2 separate regions of the Mus musculus genome follow, and region 1 is linked to region 2. Evidence: chromatin contacts called from public promoter capture Hi-C data. All regions are on one chromosome and are shown on one strand. Each heading gives the region's core, a stretch centred on a gene start, on an enhancer-like site or on the middle of the called end of the contact. The rest is flanking DNA. Distances are from core to core; before and after follow the strand shown. Region 1 overlaps Dync2li1 (dynein cytoplasmic 2 light intermediate chain 1). Region 2 holds the start of 8430430B14Rik (RIKEN cDNA 8430430B14 gene).

What was found. Promoter capture Hi-C pulls out the DNA fragments that hold promoters and counts their contacts.
Region 1: a contact with region 2 is called in a promoter capture Hi-C map of liver, with 2.9 times the contacts expected there. The contact joins the enhancer-like site here to the promoter of 8430430B14Rik in region 2. A contact is called at or near these places in 5 of 39 promoter capture datasets (the C10 cell line, liver, neutrophils and 1 more) and 1 of 9 other capture datasets (adipose tissue).

Annotation. Positions count from the first base shown.
Region 1 is chr17:84,635,486-84,642,783 of GRCm38.p6, forward strand. Dync2li1 (dynein cytoplasmic 2 light intermediate chain 1) reads left to right here. Exons shown (of 13, transcript NM_172256.2): 5 at 747-835. Among named protein-coding and RNA genes, the nearest start is that of Dync2li1, 13 kb to the left of the region's middle. Within about 2 kb of position 2,691, at least 11 of the 459 cell types and tissues checked have an H3K27ac peak or open chromatin away from gene starts, as enhancers often do.
Region 2 is chr17:83,996,083-84,003,145 of GRCm38.p6, forward strand. 8430430B14Rik (RIKEN cDNA 8430430B14 gene) reads left to right here and starts at 2,470. Exons shown (of 2, transcript NR_130994.1): 1 at 2,470-2,623.

The DNA of each region.
Region 1 (7,298 bases), core at 1,441-3,940, 640 kb after region 2:
AATATTTTATTATGAGTTCTAGATGTAACACACAACAGCTCCTTGTACAGCACAAAAGTGCTTGCTCTTCAGAGCATTTGCTGACAATGGGGAGACGCCCCAGTGGGCAGTCCTGAGGGGTGGTCCTGGATCACACAGGTTCAAACTGCATGGCTACTTAGCCTTGTCAATCCTCTCTTAGCTGAAGAGTCTTCCAAACTGAAAAGCACACTAGCCTTACCCCACACACACCCTCCACAACTGTCATCACCAATGGTAGCCTCTTGGGTTCCTCAGGGAACAGTCTTGCCTGGGCCTAGGTTTTGCTCAGGTCTTACCTGTGCAGCCCACTCATTTGTGAGCACCTGTACTTTACATCAGAATGCTCTCATTCACTGTCATGTGTCCATCGAGAACCCCGAGCGTGCACAACTGAATTATAACTAAATTTTATTTCAGTGTATATTTCATATGCTATTGTTATTTATGAAGGGGAGCACTGTGAGTATCTTCTACTAGGTATAAACAGAGTTGGTGTTTATTTTCACAGGAAAGCGTTTATCTCTGACAGCTCCTTTGTTCTGTAGAATGCATTTGATGTATTTCAAGGTGTGAAGAGAGGAAGGAAAAAGTTTCAAGAAAAAAGAAAGGGTTCATGAGGGCTGAATATTTTGTACCTATAATTATTACTGCTAGGTGCTAGTAAAGTATAGCAAAACACTTAAAGCTTAAAATTGAATATTTTTAAACCCTCTGCTTTCTTTCAGCCAAAAGACATTGCTCACTTTTGGGAACTGGGTGGAGGAACCTCCTTGCTGGACTTAATCAGCATACCAATCACAGTCGACACCTTAAGGTGAGCGAGAGTCACGGGTTTCCAGGGGCCAGGTTTATAGTGTCTGGGGTGACCACAGCCCCTTTCTTCCCATGAGCTGGGACTATAGTGCTTCCAGAGAAGTCTTGAAAGAGCCGAGGCTCCTGCCAGGGCTGAGTGAGGCGCTCGCTGCCAGCAATGTGCTTTACAAGCCTGCTAGCGGGAAAAGTGTCCAGTAGGATTTGGGTGATGAATTCATTTTCAGAAGTATGAAAAGCTTGATTCTTTCCACTCGATCTTAGTGTGAGTTAACTCAGCCATGGGATTTGTCTCAGCTGGCTGGTGTCAGTCTCCCGTGGAGTTTAACGCACTAATGTCACTGGCCTCCATCCAAAGGATGCTTGTGTTGAAGAGAGGTCTCTCTACTGAATCAGAACCCAGGGGTAAACCCCAAACCCACAGATGCTCCCACGCATTGGCCATATCAGATGTGGAAACTTGTGACATTTCTGTGCTGCTGGGACCTGATCTTAGCCAAGAAAAAAATACGTTAAATCTGGAATACTTCTTACTAGAGACTGGCACAAACCATTGCTGTTGCCTAAACCTTTACAGAGGACCTCGCAAGTATTTGTCACACTTCAGGCGTGAAGAGCCCTAGGGACAAAATCATGTCTTCTTTGCAAGACAGTTGCTTTTCTCATTCATAGAACTTTATTCTCATTTGTTTTGAGACAGGGTCTGGCAATATTGCCCCAGGTAGCTTCGAACTCACAGAGATCCACCTGACTGTCTTCTGAGTACAAGGATTAAAAGCATGCAGTATCATGCATGCGTGTGTGTGTGTGTGTGTGTGTGTGTGCGTGTGTGTGTGCGCGTGCGCGCGCGCGCTTAGCTGTGCATGTATGTCTGTGTGGGTGAGTGTGTGTGTGTGTATGTGTACTTGTGTGTACATACATACATGTGCATGTGTGCATGCACACGTGTGGGGTATGAGTGCCCATGGTTGTGGAGCTCAGAAGAGAGCACCGGCTCTCCCAGAGCTGGAGTTACAGTAAGGCGTCCAGTATGGCCTGGGGCCCCACAACTGGACTGTTTTCACCAGCAGGCTTCCTCTTGGGCTTTGCAGTGGGGAGCAGGCTGGATGTCTCAGCTGCTGTTCAGTAGGTGCTGGAATCCTGAAGTGGAGTTGCTAGCAAGAGTGAGAGGAAGCAGAGAGCCAGCTTCCTTCTTCATGCCTTAGATAGGCGGCCAGTAGATGATGTGGCCCAGATTAAAGGGAGATCTTCCCACCTCAGAGATTCAGATTTTAAAAAATCTCTCACAAGCATATCCAGCCACTTGGGTTTTAGTTCATTCCAGTTGTGGTCAAGTTGACAACTAAGAAGTCACCACAGACTCCATTGGACAGAACTAAGTTTCCATTTGTAAGGTTTTCATAGCTTCTGGGACCCCATCTGGTGCAGACCCGTGCAGGTCCTGTGCATGCTGCCTCAGTCTCTGAGCTCATGTGTGCACAGGACCTGTTGATTTAGAGGACCTTGTTTCCTAGGTGTCTTCCAGCCCCTCTGGCTCTTACAGTCTTTCTGCCTCCTCTCCAGCAGGGTTCCCTGAGCCCTGAGAGAGGAAGCATTCAATAGAGACAGTGGGGTTAAAGCTGAGTGGTCCCAGGACTCTGGTTCTCAGCATGTGTGGCTGTGGATCTCTGTTCCTGTCTCTGATGTGGCTGAGCACTACTGATCTGTGAGGGCAGCGGAGTGTTCTTAGTAGTCACTAAATTGCTGTATTCTTTTAGTGGAACACAAGTGTTTAGTTTTATCCAAGGTCCCTAAGCTAGCTAGTGTCAGGTTCTTGGTTATGCAAGCATTGTTGGGTGTGGTTCCCTCTTCTGGAGTGGCCCTTAAATGAAGTCAGATCTCGGTTGTTTCCTCTCACAAGCCTTGTGCACCATTTGCACCAGCACATCTTGTAGGCGGGACACTGTTGTACACAGAAGGGTTTGTAGCTGAGTTGGTGTGTACGTTTCTCCTTCAGTAGTGCGCAGAGTACCTTGTTGTTCCAAAGACGCTAGCCCACAGGGGTGAAGGCTCTGTGTAGTCACCAGCTTGATTTCTCTGTGCTCAGTGTGTTGTGTAGATGTTGCCTTTAGCAGTGGGGCCTTGTTGCCAGTTTGTGGAGAGCAGCCTTGACAACAGCCTAGGTTGTTTGGGGATTGGAATGGAGCCCCTTTGGCCAACAATTTAATTAGGTGTAACCTGTTCCCAGTACTGGAAGCTTCATTTGGTGACAAGATGCTCAGTTAGGCTGTGTATATACATGGAGGCCCTTCAGTTAGGCTGTATATATACATGGAGGCCCTTCAGTTAGGCTGTGTATATACATGGAGGCCATTTAGTTAGGCTGCGTATATATATGGAGGCCCTTCAGTTAGGCTGTATATATACATGGAGGCCCTTCAGTTAGGCTGTGTATATACGTGGAGGTCCTTCAGTTAGGCTGCATATATACATGGAGGCCCTTCAGTTAGGCTGTGTATATATATGGAGGCCCTTCAGTTAGGCTGTGTATATACGTGGAGGCCCTTCAGTTAGGCTGTGTATATACACGTGGAGACCCTGCGATTCTGCTTATAAATACCTTTTCCCTGGGACATTAGTTGTTGAGGGGGTGTTGTTTGTTTGGTTTGGTTTGGTTTTCTTTTATTTTGTTTTGGCTGGTTGGTTGGTTTGTTAAGAAAAACTTACAGCTACATAGTTTTACATTTGACGTTGTTGTTGTTGTTGTTGTTATTGTTGTTGTTGTTCCTTACTTTCTTTCTTCCCTTCCGCTGCTTCTTCCTCTTCCTCTTTCTTCTTCCTCTTCCTTTTCCTTCCTCCCACTTTTTTTTCTCAAACAGGATTTCTCTGTTTGAGGTAGTCTTAGCTACCCTGGAACTCTGTAGACCAGACTGGCCTTGAACTCAGAGATTTCCTCTGCCTTCGGAGTGCTGCAATCAAAGGTGTGCACGGCCACTGCCGGGCTCTTGAATGGACTTAAGCAAAGCTTCCTAGGAGGTAGCACTTTGTAGTTGACCATTGAGAAGAGGCAGTAAGAGTGGAGATGGGGAGGGTGGGGAGGAGCTAAGAGCCCGCTGCCACCTTGTGTTGCCAAGAGGCAGGAAGGCTGCAAGCAGAAGCCCACTTCTGCCTGTACTAGGACAGACTTGTATACGACTAGGACAGACTTGTGTACGACTAGGCCAGACAGACTCGTGGAAATTCGGGTTTCTACAGGAGGTGAAAACTTTCCATGTTTCTTTAATACCTCACTGTGTGGGGTCTGACATGTCCTTAGGCTCCAGGACAGCTGGAGCCAGCTTTGGGAGAGAGGAAGGACCCGGTTGTAATGAATTAGGCCCAGGTCTGGGTCCAAAGTTGGGTGCGGTTAGTGAGGATCTTCCTTCCTGTAGTTGAACCACAGAGAGTTTTTAAACTGGAATTAGTTTAACACATAATTTTCTTGTTTAGGGCAAACCCCAGCACATTGAGAAACTGACATATTGTCACATGCAATTAGATATTGTTTACCCTTGACATAATGTTCATAGAGCAGACTTTGGTTTGTAAGGGTCCACAGTTCGCTGAAGAATGGCTCCCCGGACTCAAATCGTATGTAAATGCAACGAGTGTTTTATTCTGCACAAGTCCCACATGCTGGGCTCTCCCATTCATTGCCAAGATAGAAAGACACCCAAGTGAGCTCACAGTCCGATTTAAAGCACATTAGGGAATTCCAGGGTAGGTGACCTCCATGCTAATCTGCTGGGACCATCTCTACAGACATTCCATTACTGGGGTGTGGGGGCTGGAAACTTGCTGGGGAGGTCTGGAAACTGTTACTGAGGAAGTAGCTGAGGAAGTCTGGACACTGCCGCTGACCCATTGTCCTTGCCTCAGGCCAGGTGGCAGGGGCGGCTTCTGAGGCCTGGACTGCATGGACTTGCCCAGTTCTTGGAAACAGAAATTTAGGCCTCGTCTCCGTAACTGCCCACTTGAAGCCTGGCATGGAGTCGGCCTAGCCCTCTCAGATTAACTTGCAAAAGAACATTTCCTGTGGACCAGTCTCACTTTAAGAATTTTTAAGCTGTTTACTTAGCTAACATTTTCCATAAAGAAGGGACAGAGAGACACAGTGCTAGAAACAAAATGTTAGGTAATCTGTCCCTGTCCTGCCTGCTTTCAGGGTTAAAAGTGATTTTTATGTTGTACTATTTGACCATAGTAAAAAGGTTATGACCGTCTTATAAAACAGAACCAAACTATGATACGCTAAAGCTCTAAGAGTAAAATTAGTTTCTTTACTAGTACATATTTAGTATATGAGTCTTTAGAGAAGCAGACTGTTTATAAACTTAATTAGGTGACATAGAAAGACAGTAATTTTACAGATATGTTTGCTATTAGTATCTAAAGTATCCTTACTAAATTGAGACCATGGGCACAGAATTTAGATATTGTTTTGTATGCATTACCCAAAATAGCTGGTTTGACTGACCCCACAAAAAACCTGAATAGCATCATTTTTATCTCCTAGCAGAATATTTGCCTGTTGAGTAAGAATGTTGGCTCTGAGTCGGGCGTGATGGTGCACAGATGGGACGCCAGCACTTGGGAGGCAGAGGCAGGCGCATCTCTGTCAATCCCAGGGCTGCCTGGTCTACAGAGTGAGCTCCAGAACTGCTGGGCCTACACAGAGAAACAGAGAAACTTTGTCTCAAAAAAAAATTGTTGGCCATGATTAAATGTCTACATACTTATTCTGACCATTTTCTAAAGCATTCGTGTGTGTGTGTGTGTGTGTGTTTGTGTGTGTGTGTGTGTGTGTGTGTGTTTCAGTTGGCTAAAATATACACAACATAACATCTCCCACTGATGTACGTCTTGGTGAGGTCTTCTGCGGCTTTGAGCACATGTCCACGGTTGTACAGCCAGCACATGTCCACGGTTGTACAGCCAGCACTACCACATTCATTCCTAGGACTTCGTGGTCTTCCTGCAGGAAAGTTCCTGTGGGCTCTTAGCAGTTTGACTCCATGGTGTCTTATATAATGAGGTCATGGAGTATTTGCCTTTTTGTAGTTTATTTAACTTAGTATAATGTCCTCAAGGTCATAGTATAGCATGTGTTGAACTTCCCTCCTTTGTAATAGTGCGCAATGCTTCACCATCTGTATATCCTACGGTCTGTTCACCCATCAATCCGTCCATGGACTTTTGGGCTGTTCTGCCCTTTGGCTATCGTGGATGCCGCTGCCATGAACACTGATATCCACATCCTGTTTCAGTCGTAGCTTCCCCCTGGGCATAGTGGCTCGTGCCTATAATCCCAGCAGTCTGGGACCTAGGCAAGCAGATGGTTCAAGGCCAACCTTGGCTACATAGTAAGTTCCAGAACAGCCAGGGCTACAAGGTCTCAAAACACAAATAACAAATATTCTTCAGAATTTGGGCATAGACCTGGAAATGGAATGTTGAACCACGTGGTGTTTCTGTTGTGTTGTTTCAGGAACGCCACACTGTTTTCCAAAGCTGCTACACTGTTTTATACCCTTGATGCACAGTTAAATTTTCTGTATTCTCAGCAGCACTTACTTCCTATGTCTTTTCTTAGATAACAGCTACCCTAACGGCTGTGAGCACACTCTCATTTTGACAACTTTCTAATAATTGAAATTGTTGAGCATTTTAAAAAATTTTATGTGTAGTGTTGTTTTGCCTGCATGTTATGTGTATCTGTGTACCACATGCATGCAGTACCTACAGGGGCCAGCAGAGGGCGTCAGAACCCCCTGGAACTAGAGTCATAGACGCTTGTAAACCAGGGATTGAACCTTCTGAGCCATCTCTTCAGTCCTCAAGCATCTTTTCATGTGCTTCTTGGCCAACAGCTATCTCTTTGGAGTTATTGGAATCTATTTTTAAATGGGTTGTTTTGTTGTAGAGTTTAGATTTAGATTTATGTTTAATGTGTAGGAGTGGAGCCCACTGTCTGTGGTGATGGCAGTGTCCTCTGCTAATCAGAGCCGTGTTTTCAGAGAGAGAGAGAAGTATAGCTGGAAAACAGACGACTTTGATTTAAAAGCACTTTTCCAGCTTACTAGTTATATAAATAAGCGCTTCTAATTTCAGATCCATAAAACAGGCATCAGCACATCTAGGGAAACTGCCTAGAAAAAGCTTAAGCAAGCCCGCTGGCTTCCCAGTAAGGCTTGTCAGTGTGTCCATTCCCTTCCGTATACATTGCATTGCTGCTGACCTTGGCACTGAGATTTTTGCTCCTTTTCTGTGGAGCACCAGGTAAAGTCAGGTCTAAATGTGGCATCATCGGACCATTCGCGTTCAGCTTCTCTGTCTGAACTGCATCGTTCTTAGCTGTCATACTGAGTACCAGTAGGAAGGACCAGAGTACACAAGGCTCTAAGTGAGCTCTCACTCCGTCTTGGAATAATGGCATGCTGGGTTTTGTA
Region 2 (7,063 bases), core at 1,220-3,719:
TGAAAGAGCAGCCAGTGCTCTTAACCACTGAGCCACCTCACCAGCCCATGGAGTGTGATTTTCAACCCTGCCACCCACATGCCTGTGTAAGTTCCTCTGGTGGCTTAGCACTTTTGACTCGAGACATCAAGCCTTTCTTTAAGACTCGTTGTGAATTCGTGGCTAGGCGCTTACTGCAGTAAAAGCATCTAACTCTACAATGGTTACCTAGTGTGGCAGAATGAACTGGCCTACAACTGCAGCTGCAAGTAAGGTATTCACTCAGACTCCTGGTAGTTGAGGAATTTGGAAACAGCTTTGCCTAGCGACTCTGCTTATGGTCTCCTTAGGCTGTAATAAAGATGTTGGGAGGGACTGTGGGTATCTGAGGCTGATTCCAAGGGACACCTGAATGAGGCCTCTAGCCATCAGCAGAAGACCTCTCTGTGGGGCTTCTTAAGTGTGTGGTACTGTGGATAGCTTCCCTCTTAGTAAGTCAATGTGAAATGACTTATTCACACTGGGGGCGGGGATGTTGGTGGGAGATCTTCCATGCCTACCCACAGAAGCCACGCTTTCCATGTTTCCCTTGCTCTCAGAAAGGTCATGGTGTTACAGGTCATGAGATAGCCTCTGATGAGACCAGAAAAGGCTTGAGGTCCAAACGTCGTAATAGGAGCTTTCTGAGGGTGGCCAGTTGCACAGCCAGACAGCAGCCAGGTGGAACAACCTGGGTCCCCTGACCAATCCTGAGCCGAGCTCCCTGTTGCAAAAGGAGACCTGTCCACTTATAAGATGAGGAACTCTTGGTGGCTGTCCGAGAGATGGGGCTAGCTCCTGGACACAGGGAGAAAGACGTATAGTCAGGGAAGATCATTCTGAGCTTGGGGTTCCGCTAGGGGCTCCTAGAATGGTGCCCACGTAGGTCTCCTAAGGATCTCTAGGCAATCGGGGTGGGAGATAGCACTCAGAGAAGGAGCGAGAGCATGGGCCAGGCCTGAGCAGCTGCTCTTCTGTTTGATCAGAACACTACATTTTTGGGTTCTCACCTTTGGCTATGGATTTACTCATGTGCTCATTTGTTCACTCCTGCCCAATTCTTAGGCTGTAGATATGGAGGCTGACTCTTTTCAGGAAGCTCCATTTAATGCGGGAAGCTCCCAGTACGGCAATCTACGAAGCCTAAGGGGGGGGGGGGGTGGCAATCCATGCATATGGGAGCTAACCCCACTGGAGAGTGTGGAGTAAGCCCCACCAAGTAGAGTTCCACACCATGAAAGAGTGTTGCAAATGAAGTTGGACAGGTCAGAAGAGATGTGTGAGCCAGGCAAGGGGCGTTAGAAATCAGTAAGGTCGCGCAGGAATTTAGTGAGGCATGAAGGAATCAGTCTTGTGAGATAGTAGGGTATCAGGGAAGGTGGTCCTGGAGGGGAACCTGGGTCCCCAGCTATTGCCTAGAGCAGAAACATGCCAAGAGGCCTTTAGGAGGAGGCACAAAGGTGTCAGCCCAACTCCTCAGCGGAAGATGTAGCGGAGCCCACCCTGCCCATCTCAGAGCGGCCCGGCTCCAGCGGCAGGCTGAGCCCTGCTTGCTTCTGGGAAAGAATTCTGGCCCTGAAGCCCCCGTCCCAATATTAGCTCTTACAAGAAGCCTTGAAGGAGGTTGAGGACACTGGGCTGTGGACACTGGAGGTCCAGTTGAAGACAAGAGACTCCCTTAGGGTGGCCGGAATGAGTGGAGCCGTAGAAGGCAAAGAGGAGGGAGGCGCCTCATGGTTTGCAGTTAAGCCTGCTGAGAGTCTTCTAGGCTCAGTCCATGCACTACAGTCCCAAACTGAGCATCTGTTCCCTGAGGAGCCTCCACGCCAAGTTCTCCAGTCCAATCTGCAAGGGGCACATTAGCCTCCCCAACAGCAGGTGGCGCCCTCCTGTTGAGATTAGATTTAGGAGCTGAGTTTTCTGCCCAGAAAACCTGTTGGGCAAGGGAGAGAGGAGCTGGCCTCCGGGGAGCTGGCCCCTGGGCGCTCACCTTATCCACCCACTGTAGCCCACTTACTAGTCTCGCCCTCGCTCTCCCTGCCTTTCACTTGGGTCTCGGTGCCCTTGTTCTTCATCGCTAAGGTCCTCAGGGCAAGTCTGGACTTAATGAACTTCACAAGCTAAGGCAACTCCAGGACCAGGATAGTGGGGGATGCAGTTGGCAGTGGAATGCCCCCACGGGGTCTTCTGAGCTCCCCTCACCTCCCAATGGCATTCCCCCTCAGGCCCTCAGAAGGTACTCCTTATGCCTAGCTGGGGTGTTTGCCTACGGCGAGGTGGCTCTGTCAATGAAGGACATCATAGACACCAGCATCTCTGTGCAGGGTGAACTGTGCCCACTGGTATGCCCATTGTCTCCTAATCTCCAGTCTTTAGTCCTAGAGGAAAAGCGAGGGGTGTGGAGGAGTCCCACGGGCCCCTCCAGCTCTCCTGGCACTCTGTTCACTCCCTACTTGTTCTGTCCTTGGAACTGAAGTCCCCCGACTTGCCAGGCAGAGCTGGCCTAGGCCATGCACCTGTGGTGCGCTGAAGGCTGGGCAGCAAGACATGGAAGCAGAGGGTGCCCAGTGCAGGAAGACCCTGGAAAGAGATGAGCACCATTAAGGTAAGATGTAGCAGACGGGACCCAGGCAGGAGGAGACCAGGATGACAAGGTAGGAAACTGACAGAGGTTCCTGAAGGAGGAAGAAGAGGAGGAAGGGAGGGAGGAAGAATTTTTAAGAACATTTCGAGGTGAGGCGGAAAACATAGAAGTTTGTGGGGCTAAGTGGTGGTGGGGCAGCCAGGGGGATTCTATGGCCCAGCACAAAGAAGACAACCGGTTTTGTAAGGAAGGGAGGAAGTGTTGGAACGTTAGAAGGGAGTGGCCGAGAGCTGTTATTGGAGGCAGGCACCTGTCTCTCCTCAACCCTGTGACAGACAGGTACGGAAACACCCTGAGCACCGCAGACCCTCATGCTACCAGCCTCACCCCGTGCAGCTCATAAAAGTGAAGCCGGAGCTCAAGAGCTTAACCCATCTCCCACCCACGTTCCCCCACCTCCAGAGCACCCTCCACCCTGGCGAGATAGCAGCCACCCACCCCACCTCTCTGCTGGAGTTGACAGGGTAATCAGTAACTGTTCACCAAGATGGTGTCTCAGCCAGACAGGGGGGCCTTTGTCTGATCCCAGCCCTGCTGGGAGCCCTCGCCTGGTCCTGAGTTTGCTCAGTATTAATCATTGACCAGCACCCAGGGTTACAGCCCCTCTGGAAGCTCTCAGGACTGGGGCCTTGGGTGTCCCACAGCTTCAGGCAAGGCGAGGCTGGAGTAGGGAAGGGACAAAGAGAAGGAGAGGGGAGGGCGCAGGCCCTGGGTGGGGCTCAAGGATATTCTACTACTACCTGTGCTTGCCCAGCCCGGCTTTCAGGAGAGGTCCCTTTCAGAAGGGACTGAAAATTCCCCCACTGGGCGCCTCGTCCTCTGGAGGAGTCAAAGAGGCAAATGCAATGTATGGATGAATGTTGCCCTCGAGGTGATGTGGAGCTCTCTGGAGACCCACATAGGTGTAGACCCCTCCTCTCGCCCCTAATGGAGACCAAGGAGTTAACTCACTATGTGCCAGAGGGACGAGGATGATGGTGAAGCTTGGCCAGGAGCAAGGAGGAAGGCATAAAGAGATACACATACCAAGAGCAGAGGTAGAGAGGGACACCTTCTATAGGAGCACACACTCCTGAACATGATCTCCGTTGACTAGCCTAATAGCTTATGCGCTAGGGGGCTGTTCTACGCCACGTTCACAAATTAGAAAAAGGAGACACAAGTCCATCACTTGTCCAGATCCCAGAGTTAGGAAAGATAGCAGTGACAGACTGTGTCCAGACCTAGGACCTTGGGCTGTGGTCAGATTAGAGGGACCCCCATACAGAAAGAGAGGGACCTTAAATACCTTCCAGGAGCAGAGAAGAGTTGAGCCCCTGGTGTAGGGATTGCCTTTGAAGGGGAGCAGGCAGGGATCGGGCTTCTTCAGGTATTGGAGACCTGGTTTAGATATTCCCCACAGAGAAGGAAGTCAGGTGAGCCGGCCCCTCAGCACCACAGAGGGGAAGCCCCACCAGCCCCCATATCCCCTTTGGCCTTACCCTGAGAAGTCAATATTGATGTTTTATGACCCAGGATAAGCACATGTTCTCTTCCCCCATGAAGGGTTATCTGGTTTGAAGGGTTAATGAGTGATCGCTCTGCTGGGGAGGGGAGGGGAGTGAGAAGAAAGCAGCTATTCAGCCTGAGGTCTGCGACTCAGCTTCCCCCAGCCCAGTGGGTCAGACCTGTTCTTTCTGCAGGGTGGAGGCCGGACCTTTGGGAATCTGAGGCTGAGTCCACGGGGTGTGTCTGGAGGACTGGTGCGTAGGATGTACCCAAGGAAGGTGTCCCCAGAACAAAGATTGCCCAGGGAAGGGGCTGGCAAGGCAGGTGTGTTTGGCATGTGGCTGCCATGGAGGGGGGGGGGGCATAGGAGAAACAAAAGTCAAAGTACAGAAGATTCATAGATGACTCCAGATGATGTGGGACCCTCTGGAGAGTCAGGGTATCAGAACTCAATATATGAGCCTATCCCACCTGTTACCCAGTATAGTTTTGGATAGGTGGCTTAATATCCCTAGGAACCAGGTGCCTTATCTTCCAGGTTGGTTCCAGAGACGAGATAAAATAGTATACTTAAATCAGGGAGAAAGCATAAAATAAATCTTTTTAAAAGAGAGGTAGAGATGTCTACAGGGAGGCTCAGTGGTTAAGAGTGTTGGCTGCTCTTCCAGAGGACCCGAGTTCAGTTCCCAGCACCCACATCAGAGGCTGCACAAACCACCTGTACCTCCAGCTCAGGGTATGTGACACCCCATCCTGACCTCCTCAGGCACCTGCACTCACATGTGCATACCCACGCTCAGGTGCACACCCATACACATAATTAAAATTATAGAGGGGGTTATAAAGTGACTTATTTAAAATGAACAGTTCTGTTGCCCAGGAAAACTCAGAAAGGGACCATTAGGGTTTGGCAAACCAAGGATTGAGGCCCCTGTCTACAGATGAGTTAGGATAAGACAATAAAAGCTCGTCTGTAAGGCACCTTCTAAGGACGTGATCTGTGACCTTGAACTTGACCTTCCATTCCTGCTGTCAGATTGCCATCCCCCAGGCCTGAACCTGATTCACCAACTGCTGGATGAGAGCCTTGCTGGTCTGGAACACTGAGGAGGACAGAGCAGGAACCTGTCGTCAGCTTAGAGAGGGGAGAAAGGAACAGGGCTGAGGGGAGGGCAGCGTGTTGGTCACTGGAGAAGCAGAGGCCTGAGAGAGGCACCCTAAGCCAGGAGAAGCACAGTGCCTAGGAGCAGCTGGGCAAAAGCAATTGCAGCCAACCCTGACTACTTGAGATCAGTCCCTGGGACCAACCTGGTCAAAGAGAAAAAGCAACTCTAGACCTCGACAACTCCCTGTGCTCTGACCTCGACAAATAAGCACACAATGTCTTCTTCAAAGCCCCTCTGGGATATTGGGGCATGGAAGATGAGCCACGCCTCTAGAGTCTAGAACTTGTCAAGGGTCAAGACAGTTTAGCTCTATAGAGAAACATGCCTGTCAAAGACCACAGGTGTTCACTCTTCGGGGCCTGAATTGTGGTTTGGGAAAATGGGAGATGAACACACATAGTCAAGCTGGGCCCACGGCTTGCCTGTAAATGAACAGAGGGGCACTCTGTGGCCCTCGCTCCTTAGACCATCCTCTTGAGGGGAGCCAGCCAGGGAGGGGTAGCCAGTGTTAACCCCTCACATCACTGTCCCCTCTGCTTTCACACTGTGTTGAACCAGCTGGTTTTCTGATGGGCACAGGGTGACCAAGAGTCCAGACAGCACTCCATGGTCCTCTTTTACCATAGATAGCCATTAAACAGTGCTGAAACCAGAGGGAGCTTGTCTTAGTCTGTTTAAGATGCTTTAACCAGACAGCTGAGTGTGGGCATGGTGGTGAATCTTGGTTGTCAACTTGACTCCATTTGGAGGCAACTGAGTGATAAGTGGGTGGGGGGGGGGCATGGTTGTGAGGGATTTGCTTGGTCAGGTTATATGAGATGGAATGGCCCACCCCAAATCTGAGTGACCAGATAAAAGGAGTTGTGGTAACCAGATAAAAGGAGGTCCAAGAGGAGAAGCTTGGCCTTCGTGCCGCCTTCTCATCGCTGTCAGCTCATCTATGGGTCTTACGCGTGCTCCGAGCACGTGCACCCCGTTGCCACATGCCTCCACCGACATGAGAATGCAGCTTCTTCAGCCTTGCAAACAGTGTACTGAAGACCAGTGGGTCTCCCGGGATCCTCCGGGCCTTCGGTGACCAACTGGGACTGCTTGAGGCATCCAGCTTTGTGCGCTGAGCATTGGGCCAGGAAGCAGGAGAGGAGAGGCCAAGCTTGCTCTTGTGTAACGAGGTAGGAACTAAGTCACCCTCACCAGACCAGTGCACTTCCAGAGATCAGGGTTATCCTTTCCTGAGAGTGGAGCCACCAGGACCGGAGTACTTCCTACGAGGTGCTACCTCTTAATGGTCCCGCCACCTCGGCACTGCCTCGGAGAGGAACAGGCTTCCGGCACACAAGCCCATTCATAGGGGCTCTGCCTCTGTGTCTTAGTACTCTGTAAAGGCCTTGCTTCTGAATACTATAACACTAAGTAGTAATTTTCCAACCTATTCAGAACAAAGCAGATATGAACTGAGGCAATGTACAGGACTTCTGGATTGGCCACTCCCATGACTTATCTCCCGGTCACTGGAATAAGAACTTGGGGGTGAACAGTGTGCCAGAAGACGAAAGTAACATCATAGGACCGTGGAGGGTCAAACCGTGCAACCCAGGGCCCTGACCATCATCGTATCTGCTCATATGTTCTCATGTCAGAGAGACAAGCCTCCATCTTGGTCAAATTGCTTCTCTGCCTGCTCTCCTGTTACAGCTGCCAAAATCTATTACATAACAAATTTAGAATACAGTCAGCAGTCTTTAGC